2 separate regions of the Mus musculus genome follow, and region 2 is linked to region 1. The links are chromatin contacts, called in public promoter capture Hi-C maps. All regions are on one chromosome and are shown on one strand. The core of a region is the stretch at or near the end of the contact, and the rest is flanking DNA. Distances in the headings are between cores, read along the strand shown. Region 1 holds the start of Hcfc2 (host cell factor C2). Region 2 holds the start of 1500009L16Rik (RIKEN cDNA 1500009L16 gene).

Evidence for each region. Promoter capture Hi-C pulls out the DNA fragments that hold promoters and counts their contacts.
Region 2: a contact with region 1 is called in a promoter capture Hi-C map of cranial neural crest. The contact joins the promoter of 1500009L16Rik here to the promoter of Hcfc2 in region 1. A contact is called at or near these places in 14 of 39 promoter capture datasets (the 3T3-L1 cell line, 3T3-L1-derived adipocytes, the HPC-7 cell line and 10 more) and 1 of 484 Hi-C or Micro-C datasets (CD4 T cells).

Annotation. Positions count from the first base shown.
Region 1 is chr10:82,697,554-82,703,007 of GRCm38.p6, reverse strand. Hcfc2 (host cell factor C2) reads right to left here and starts at 3,894. Exons shown (of 14, transcript NM_001368720.1): 1 at 3,702-3,894; 2 at 1,941-2,089; 3 at 405-565. The coding sequence starts at 3,864.
Region 2 is chr10:83,721,417-83,726,864 of GRCm38.p6, reverse strand. 1500009L16Rik (RIKEN cDNA 1500009L16 gene) reads right to left here and starts at 4,000. Exons shown (of 6, transcript NM_001145198.1): 1 at 3,831-4,000. The coding sequence starts at 3,876.

The sequences.
Region 1 (5,454 bases), core at 2,645-5,144:
GAAGGGCAGTGTTTCCAGGTGTAACACAGCCTAACTGAATATATGAAATATGACAACAATGGCTTTCATTTAATAACTATATTTTATACCAACTTTTCAGATAAAACCAATTTTAAAATAACCATGTTATTGTTTTGGTATAACCCACTTAATGTGAGTTATAGCTCAAGACATACAAAGATAATTGGCATAAACAATTATACAAGTATCAATTTAATAAGATTATTTATGACTAGTAAATGTTTGAAAACTATTCCCTAGGGACTACAAAAACATAAACACATAAAAAAAACATGTTTATTGTTAGTTTCAAATATAAAATCTAAAATTAAGCCTTACAGTAACTAAAGATAAAATATTTTAACCTAAATATAAAATAAGACTTGGTCTACAAGAGAGCGTACCTGGGGACATTATTATTTGAATCTTCACTTTCATTTGCCAAACCACCAAACAAATAGCATTTGTTACCATATAAAGAGAAGCTATGTCCAAGCCGCGGACAAGGAGGGAAACCAGAAGGAGGGGGCTGGGGTTTCACTTTTTTCCATAACCAACGACTTGCCTAAAAAAGAACATATTCATATAAAAGCAGGAAACATTTCTATTTCTATACTTTCAACAGTGAAACACCATACGAATACATCTGAATCTCACCGGAAGATCCAATAAGCTCCTCTGGGGACAAATGACAAAAAAGTATCTAACTAGTGATTTATATGTTGAAACAAGGTCTCACTATGCAGCCCTTGCTGTCCTGGAACTCACTGTGTAGACCAGGCCGCCAACTTAAGAGCTCTGCCTGTCTCTGCCTCCCAAGTGCTAGAATTAAAGGCATGCATCAGACTCAAGAGAAGTGGCTACCTTCTGAGAGTAAAATGTATATCCGAGTAAGGCTGGCTATGGTAATCCCAGACTTTGTAAGGCAAGAGGATCAGGAGTTGAAAGCTAACCTTAGCTACTGAGTGAATTTAAAGGCAGCCTGGACTATGTGAGATTTGTCTCACAAAGCTGTAAGTATATATGTAGGTATATGTGTGTATATGTATGTGTTAATAGACATTCAGACTAATCTTCTATAAGCTAATACTAATAATAATAAGTAGTAGTAAGTACTATCACTTCTAATTTTTTCCAAGCGAAAAGAATTTAAGTATTTGTATGTAGAACTTTAAGAATAGAAGCAATTCATAAAAACTTGCTTTTAGATATTAGATAAACCATGAATGCTAAATAACCTTTAAGTAAACAAAACTCATTTAACAAAACCAAACTCCAAAATGTATTCTTTTAGCCATGAGAATCTTCTCTATTTTCAATTATATGAAATGGTTGCTTGCTTGGAAATAAGTACAACCCATTCACATATGTCAAGTGGTAGATACTCTCATGATCATGGATGGTCCTTGGAACACAGCGAGATTAGTCAATGAGGACTGACTGGTTTAACAAGCAAGTCAAACCTAGAAAGCCCAGGTGAAACTGTCCCCTCTCTCTGCATGACTACAGAGGAGGATAGTTCCTACTGTTAAAGGAAACCATTCCTTTCATACCGAGACACTGCAAGCACAGTCTCGGTGGTAGAAACGCCAACATCCAGGCTCCACCACAGACAATACTGATTTCAAACACCTAGGGGCAGACTCCAGCAATCTGCTGTCATCAGTTGGGAGGTGCTTGTGTTGTAGACTAAAGGACAACTGTGTCAAAGAGCTGCTGAAGGCTAGATACCCTTATGCTATAAATGTCATACCACACCTATGACAAGACAGCAGATATTTTGACTTGTTAGTAGAAGTGGAAACATTTTCTTTGAAGCTATAAAATGCAGAGCATCTGTTTCTGTCACTGTACTAATAAAATACTTGTCATCCCTTTAAAAACTATGACAATTTCATTAGCTCTTCACACTGAAAACAATAAATGTAAGATATACTTACTTGTAACTCATATAACTCATTGCTGTATCTTCCATATTCAACCATTCCCCCAAACACTAGGATTCTAGTCCCATCACAGACAAATCCATGGGCTGCACAGCCTGGAGGGATGTCTCCTCTAACAGCTGGTAGGAACCACTGGTTTGTAACTAGTTGAAAAATAAAATAAAATAAATTATAACAAGTTACCACACTCCATGAGTGATAAATATATTAGTCAAAGGATCTATACATATAATCAAAGAATATGTGTATATATACTTACATAATAATACATACATACATACATTCATGCATGCATATCCATCCTTTATTCCAACAGTTCTCAATTGGGGACTATTTTGCTCCCCCAAGAATACTGATTTTACAATGTCTAAAATCATATATAGTTGTCACAACTGGGATGGAGGTGTAACTACCAACCCATGGCTCGAGCCTGAGGATGCCAGCACGCATCTTACAACATACAAGGTAGTAGCCACAGCCAAAAATCACCAGTCCCAAAATGTAATAATGCTGCTGTTGAAAACCCAGATCTGGGGCAGGCACTGGTGGCACATGCCTTTAGTCCGAGTAAAGCACTTGGGAGGCCGAGGGGCTCATTGATCTCTGTGAGTTCGAGGCCCGTCTGGACTACAGAGCTAGTCTTAGGACAGCCAGGGCTACACAGAGAAACCTGTATTGAAAAAGGAAAAGAAAACCTGTTCTGCATCATTGTACTCTTAAAAAAAAATCCTGGTGTCACCCCCCATTAAAGAAGTGGAAAACCTGTGATTTAGAAAGACGTGGTAACTTTAATGCTGATTTAGAACAATTGCCAAAGCAAGATTCAAAACAGACCCAATTTCTTCTAAGCCCAGGGTATTTACACTATACCAAATCAAACATCTTCAAAACTTTTTCTGTTGGAGTACTGAGGAGAGTCAAAACTAACAAAATTTCTCCTACCGTTTTTAGCTTTTAGAGGACTACTGTGATCAAGTTGTTTCATCAAAGTTGTAGGTTGTGAACTAAAACGACACCAAATTCAGTATCTAGCCTTAACTAGTTTCCTATGATTGCTAGACTACTTGTAAGTGGAGAAAATATACTTTCAACCAGCACGGAGGTCAAGACCTGCCCCCTTAACAAGTGACACTTCGAGCTGTGCAGCGGTGCCTTAGCTATGACAGCCCCTTGGCGAGGACCAGCCCGGAAGGGCAGAGCACATACACTACAGACATCGGCTAATCAGAGACCAGTCCGCGTTCACCCACAACTCTCTCCGCCGCGAGTTTAGAGAACTGTCTTGCGGGCTTCCGCCCGGTACTAACTGTACCTACGCTGAAGAGGCAGCCAGGAGAACCTCCCCGCCCCTCAACTCTCTAGGTTCTAAGAAGGGGGCTGGGGGAAGGCAAAGACCACCGAGGCCCGCCTTGGGGTGGGTTTTGTTCTTGACACTGGCGGGATCTCCACCCCTTAAGTGACCGGCCCTAGGGTGGAGGCCCAGCCGTGGAACCCGCCGTCTCGGGTCCACGGGGAGGGATGGGCCGGGGTGTCTCGATGTCTACCGGTGGAGTCACGTCCAGCCCGCGGAACCGCGAGCACCGAGCCGCCTTCCAACACGTTGCGAGCTCGGGCTGCCGACCCAGCCGATCTTCCCCCGCCGCCTGCCCGGCTGGGGTAGCGGCGACCCGGCGGTGACAGCTGTCAGGCCCGCGTCCGCCGCTCCTCCCCTCCCCCTCCGCGGTCCCGAGGCGGGGTCGCCGAGCCGCCGCCTACCGGTATTGTAGACGTGCAGCTCGTCCGCGATGCCCTCGTTGCCCCCGCCGAAGATGATCATCAGCTCCCGGATGGCCACGGCTCGGTGTCCGTGCCGGGCGCGAGGCACCGGTCCGGTAAAGGAGGAAACCCGCCTCCAGTTGAGGAGGCTGGGAGCCGCCATCTTCCCAACCCCCGCCCCTCGGCCCACAATGCCCCGCGCGCCACGGGCTCCACGGCTCGTGGGGAGGACGAGCGCCGCCTCCAGCTGTGCGCGGGAGGCCCGGCACGTGACCCGCGGGCCCCGCCCCCCCAGCCCGTGGCGACGTGGCCCTCGGGGCTCCGCCAAGATGGAGCCCCTCCCGCCAACCCTGCCAACCCTCCTCTCTGTGGCTTTCAGTGGGGTGTTCGGGGAGGAGGTTACAGCTTTGTCCTTTAGGTCCACTTGGAGCATCTTCTGTGTAGGAGCGTCACGCCCTGGAAACTGTTATCACAGGCACTGGAGAAGAGCTGCCTGCCGTGTAGGTCCCAAGTGATGAGAGCACAGGGAGCGCCTAAGGCAAATCTGTCATCTCAAAGGAGGGTCTCCCAGACTGCAGGACAAGGACAGTGGACACGGTGGCTAAGTGCAGGGCCTGAGCACGGCTCAGATTTGGAGGTGACAAGCCTACACAGCAAAAGATAACCCCAAAGGTGATTTTCGGTTCATTTAGGTGTATTAGTTGTCTTGTTGCTGTGAAAAAATCCCCTGACAAAAACCTTTGAAGGACAGAAGGGTTTGTTTCCCCTCACTGAGAAGCCCATCATAATGAAGAGGCTTGGCTGGAAGTGGCTGGTGGAATTTCATCTGCAGAGAGCCACGGATGCTGGAACCGGGCTGCCTTATTATTTAGTCCAGGATGGCATCCCAGTTTATTTCTACCTTAATTTATTTCAACCTTACATCTATTCCCACCTTAATTAATCTGATCTAGATAACCTCATAGGCCTGCCCACGGGCTTGTCTCCTAAGTAAGTTTAGATAGTATCAAATCAGCAATATCGACCATCACAGCAGGTCATTATTTTCATGCGGAGGCTTCTTTTTATAGTGTTGTTAATATTCTTAGACAAAAAGACTAAGGGGGAAACCCTTAAAAGTTGCAAACTCAGTGTTAATTTGGAAAGAGTCTATTTTGTAGGCCTGCTATATCAAAGTGCCACAAGCCTTGTGCCTTGAAAGAGTTGAATGGCACTCAGGAGTAAGAGTTTGAGGCCAGCCTGGCCTACATGGTGAATAAACAGCCAGGGCTAAATGGAGAGACCCTGTATCAAAAAAACAAAAACAAAAACAAAAACAAAAACAAAACTGGGTTTGATTTCCAGCACCTACATAGCTGCTTACAATGGTCTGGAACCCTCTGTTCTGGGGGATCTACACCCTCTTCTGGCCACCACAGGTACCAGGTGGGTCTGTAGTTCATAGACATACCTGCTGGCAACGCACCTGTACTCATCAAAGAAAATCTTAAAAAAGAATAAACACATTAGAATTGTCTCACAGTTGGAGAGAAAGTCTGAACAGAACACCAATGTAGGTAACACGTGAAGGAAAGGTTGGACAGGGTAGAGAAGGAGGGTGAGCTGTACCCCTAAGAAACCAGCATTTAAAAGGTTATAACAGAAGGCAAAAGGGAACTGGGGACTTGTTCTATGGGTTTGGCTTTGAAAACCACTTCCACCTTTATGAACCTCCCTTTGCCTGTGGCTTCTTCTAAATATCAGTCCTCGCCAA
Region 2 (5,448 bases), core at 2,751-5,250, 1.0 Mb before region 1:
CCACAATATAGATAAAGGAACCAGAGCTCAGAAAAGCATAGCCAAATGCCCCCCCACAGCAACACAGCCAGCAACAGTTATCAAAGCCTGAGCTTCCAGTCCAAGGTCACTCTCCTTCATCTCCATTTGCCTTTTTAATTACATTCTTTTTCTTCAGTATGGCTACTGAAAAGTATGAAATATTGAAAGCAGGATTCCTGGGACATTTTAAAAACTACACTCAGTTCATACCTAGAGGTCCAGGACAGCCTCATCCATTCACGGGATCTCCCAGGCTCGGGACAGGTCTGCAGCCCGGCCCTTACTGACTGTGATAGCAAAGCCACGGTTTGCAGCTGGAGCAACCATCCCTGTGTTGGGGTATCCCTCTCTGCTCTTCCACGTCTCATCTTGATGTGTTCCCTTTCAGAAACCGAAATTCCTACCACCAGCTGACAGACAGAAAATAACAATGACCAAATGCCGAAGGCAGCCAGCTGGACACACAGGCTGGGGACTGTTTGAGAAGAACTTCTCAAAGCCAAGGGCAGAGCCTGGTTAGCGATGATGTCGCCAACACGCCCCCTCACAGCGTCCTCTCCTTCCGGTCTACGGGATGTACCACTCCCTGCCCTGCTCTCTCTGAACATAAAGTAATTTTTAGCAAAGAGCAAGCCAGAGAACAGCGTGCTCTAGCATGCCTGTCCTTCACAAACAAAAGCAGATCATTAAGGACGGGCACTCGGAGGGATCCTTTCCGATGGAGCTGCACTTCCCTTTACCCAGGGAGAGAGCTACTCAAAAGGGGAAAAGTCAACCTAATGCTTGCAAAGAGAATCTTTTTTTTTTCTTGATCCCAAGAAATAGGATTTTTATTTTCCCCTTAAGAGACAGTCTGACTATTCTGGAACTCCCCATATAGACCAGGCTGGCCATGAACTTGGGAGTGAGCCTCCTACCCTGTCCCTGACTGTAGGATTACCAAGATTAGCAGCAGAAAGATTGGAGGATTTGAGGTTTGTTTGTTTGTTTTTGTTTGTTTGTGGCAGATAGTTGTTTTGTTGTTGTTGTTGTTATTTTATTTGTTTACTTGATTTTGAGATGGCTTGAACTCACTATGAAGTGAGGGACTAGTGTGGATGGCCTTGAACTTCTGACCCTCCTGACTGGAGTGTTGAGATTTGGTCTGTTGCTATGTATAATAATGCTAAATTCCTGTATCCCAAGGCCTAGTTGCCTCAGGAAGAGTGAATTCTCACAGGTAACAGCTTTTGTTGTGTAAACCTTGCTCCTTAACTTATTGGTTGAATAAAGATGGCTACAGCTTGTAGTTGGGCAGAAGGGAGGTAGGTGGGGCTTTGGTTCCTGGGCTTGGGGTCAAAGTCAGAGACTGTGGTGAGGAGAGGGGAGGAAGAAGAAAGAAGGTACCAATGGCCGTGGGGTAGGTAGATAGTGAGCACATGGCCATGAGGGCGGCCTGCTGGGGTAGGACCGGCCCAGGAGGAACTTAGCGACAGGGAAGCAGACAAACCAGCATAGAGGACTGATATCTGCCCAGCTCTAGTGCTTTAAGGCTTATTATAAATACAAAGGTTTTGTGTCTTTCATTTTGGAAGCAGATGATTTAATGTGGGGTAGAAACCCTTTTAAAATATTTACCAAGACATTATAGACCGGCACTACCATGCCCACTTTATTGGGTTTGGAAGATAGAGTCTATAGGGTTTGTGTGTGTTAGGCAGGTACCACCTAAAGCTACATCTCCAGCCTAAAATCCAATGTCTCCACTCCTTGGCCACCCCACCACTGAAATGTAATTTGTACATTAACGTTTCTGTTATCATCGTTCCAATTTTCACTTAACAACAATACTTCTCCCTCTAGCCCCAAATCTGACAAGCAGTCTGTTAATAAAATGTCGCTGTGCAGGGCTGAACTAACAGCTCAGCAGTTAGGAGCATTTGCTGCTCTTGCTGATCACCCAAGTCTGGTTCCCAGCACCTACACAGTGGCTCACAATGGCTTGGAACCCAAGTTCCGGAGGATATGCTGCCCTCTTGTGGTCTTCTCGGGCACCTACATGCACATAGCGTACAGCTGCACATTCATAGGAATAAAAATAGATTCTTAAAGAATGTAAATGCGCCAAACTTTCTTCATTTCTAAATCTTTTCTGGGTCCTCCTTTCAGTTTTTGTTTTTGTTTTTTAACATTCTCAACTCTTTTTTTTTTCTTTCAGCCAAGCACGCGTGCGATAGGTTACACTGAGCCTCAGAACGGACATTTGACGCTTTGACACTTTTCCTGATTTCCTTGTTGCAATGAAACGGGGCCACACCCCAGCTTAAATCCCGCCCCTGCTCTCATTTGCATAGGATACTAACTAAGCTGAGTCACTGCTATAGGAATCTAAAAGATTTGCTTCCCAGTGGCTGTCTGCAGATACCAAAGACAGACCTAAATTCAAAACAACGAAGGTCACCTGGAATGGATATACTTTCCCTGGGCCTAGACTCCCAGATGTTTTAGTTAGATCCCTTGAGACACACTTAATCCAAAAGTATCACATTGACTGTGCCCCACACCCCAAAAAAAAGATAGACCAAATCTGGCCAATATTTGAATAGATTTCCACAATGGTTCCCATCCTGTAAATGTTTAAACAAGTTCAGCCAGGCTTGGTACTGCAGGCCTTTTGTCCTAGGTCATAAAGAGACGGATCTAGGAGAGTAGCAAGTTTAAGGCCAGCCAGAGCAGCACAGTGAGATCAGGGCATGCCTGGACAACTTAGTGAGACCCTATCTCAAAGTAAAGAACGATACCAGGAATACAGCCCGATGGTCAAAGGTCTGCGCAGCACGTGCAATGATCAGACCCTGAGTTCAAACCTGAGTGCTTCAATCAATCACAAAAATAACTGCCAAGCCTTAAGGACTTGGCTATGGGAGGTGACATCCCTAAGGTTTCAAAACTCAATAGCTGGACACCCACATCCGCTCCGCAAACACTGCAGTATTTGACTACCGTTTGCGCTTGCTGGTTAGAGTGGGCTGTGATACCTGACTGGACTCAGCTAGAGAAGGTAGGGAACCCTATCCAAAAAGACGCTAAAATACGTCAGCAGAGAACACCACCCCAAACAAATCCCAACATCAGCTAGTTTTATCAGAGGGTCTGAATCTTACAGTAAGTTACTTGATACAAAGCCTGGCTTAGCCAGGAAAATCTAGAAGCCCTGCCCTGCCAATCAACGAAATGAAGTCGTGCACAGACAAGTTTGGATGTATTTTTAAGTGAAAATTTATCAAAAAGAGAGGCCAGTCCAGAGCTCCATCAAGCTAATCTGTGCGTCTAGGTACCGCAGCTCCTCTATGAAAATCTTAGCGGGCAGCAGGGTGGGTCTTAAGTACGCAGACCCAAACGGATGCGTTTTTAGAGCCCTGCAGGCTGCTGTCCCCAACCCACTGGCACTCGGCCCCACCCCCAAAAAAGTCCCGATTTGCTCAGCAACACTTTCCCAGGCGCAGGGACTGGGAGCCAAGGGGTCCGGGTGAGGCCTGGATGCAAGCCAATAGAAAGGGGATGTGAGGGACCAGAAACACGTCTGGGAAATTCTGCTCCCCAGAAGGATGCAGAGACAGGCTGCAGGACCCAGGCGACTGTCCTCCCCGCTGAATCCGGGCGTGACCGCCCCCGCACAGGGGCACCGGCTTCCTCTCGGTCTTTCCAGAAGCAGGCGAGCTCCAGGCTCGAAATTGAGGATGGGCCGAAGGAACTGCGCCCCCACCCCCACCCCCGCCGCCGCCGCCGCCCCCTCTCCCGAGGGACCTACGCCCCGCAGCTCTGCTTACCTCGGCCCGCGGCCGCGCTGGTGGCCGTGGAGTTCCCGCAACCCATCGCGCCACCCGCAGGGAAGCCGCGCTCTGGACCTCAGGTCCCAGTGGAGGAGACCCAGAAGGAGGCGGCGCGCGGGACTAGGGACAGCCCTAGCCCCGCCCCGCGCGGGGACCCCCACGAACCCACCCGTCACCGCGGCAACCACGGCACCGACCAATGCGCAGCCTTCTGCGCGTTCCTGGGCCAAGCATTGGTGGCGGTTGAAAGTGGGCGGGAGTTTAAAGTAGGGTTTGGGGGTCATGGCAGAAGGCGTGGTCCGCAGCAGGTCTCACCCGCTCGCTCTCCCTCTTGTTCACCTTCGCTCTCTTTCTTCGTGGCCCCTCCCTGTCCCCAGGATGTGGAGAGGAGAGGAAGTGACAGGGAACACCTGCTCTGAGTATCCTGGGTGTACGTCTGATAAGGCTAAGGTCGACAGACTAATTGATATTCAGATCTGAAGAGGAAACCAAAACCTCTCCTGCTTTCGAAGAAAGCTGAGACAGCTCCATCCTTCCTCACTTAGAAAAACCAGCTCTGCCCCAGGTCGGTCAGACCTGGTGCTCCTCCTTACAATCAATGTCTCCCAGATCTGTAACTAGAGTTGTATACCCTGCTTTCTGATCTAAGGCAGATCTATGAATCTCCGTGGTCCCTAACTGCTGGGACCACAACTCCTGCTCTGCCCTCTGACAGCTGTGGGACTTTAGGAGCCACACTGAGAGGTTGTAAACTGCTCAGCACCTGTGCCTCAGCTAACACCATCTGCTATAATAGGTCTTGAGCTTTTGAGCAGTAATACAAATTCCTTAAAGACGAGGACCCTCCGTTCCCTAGTGTCCTCCTGGCTCACAATGCAGAATCAATAAAACTCATTGAGAGGTAAGCTCAAGCCAGGAAGTAGAGCTCCGGTTTAAACTCGCTATTTATAGAGAAGCCCTGACTGTGCCAAGTTCTTTACTAAGCTCTGGGGTTGCAAACATGTGGGAGACTGTGTCCCCAGACAGACAAATTATAAACAAATTAGCTACATCAAAACAGGGACACAAATGGAGTTATACAGGGTGGAACGGCTTAAGAAATGGGCTTAACTCTATAGGTATGTTGAGGGGTCATATAAAAGAGTGGTTCTCAGCCTTCTTAATGCTACATATGACCCTTTAATGCAGTCCCTCATACTGTGGTGACCCTCAGCGATAAATTTACTTCATTGTTACTCCACAACTGTAATATATATATATATATATATATATATATATAGAGAGAGAGAGAGAGAGAGAGAGAGAGAGAGAGAGAGAGTTTTGTGACAAAATACTTGACAAGATGTAAATTAGGAAAGGAAGGGTTTATTCTGGCTGATGATTGGAGGGAAGTTCCATCCATTGTGGTGGGGAAGGGAGGGCGTTAAAAGCACATGAAGCTGTTATAGGGCTGGAGAGCAACAGTCTTTCTCAGCCAGGGGGGTCTGAGCCAGAGTCCTAAGGTAGTGGACACTTAACTATCGCCATGATTGACCAGAGGCAGTGACTCCAAGCTCATTGTCCTATGCCAATAAAGATTAAAGTTGCAGATGCTTGTAAGAGTGAGGTGGGAAAC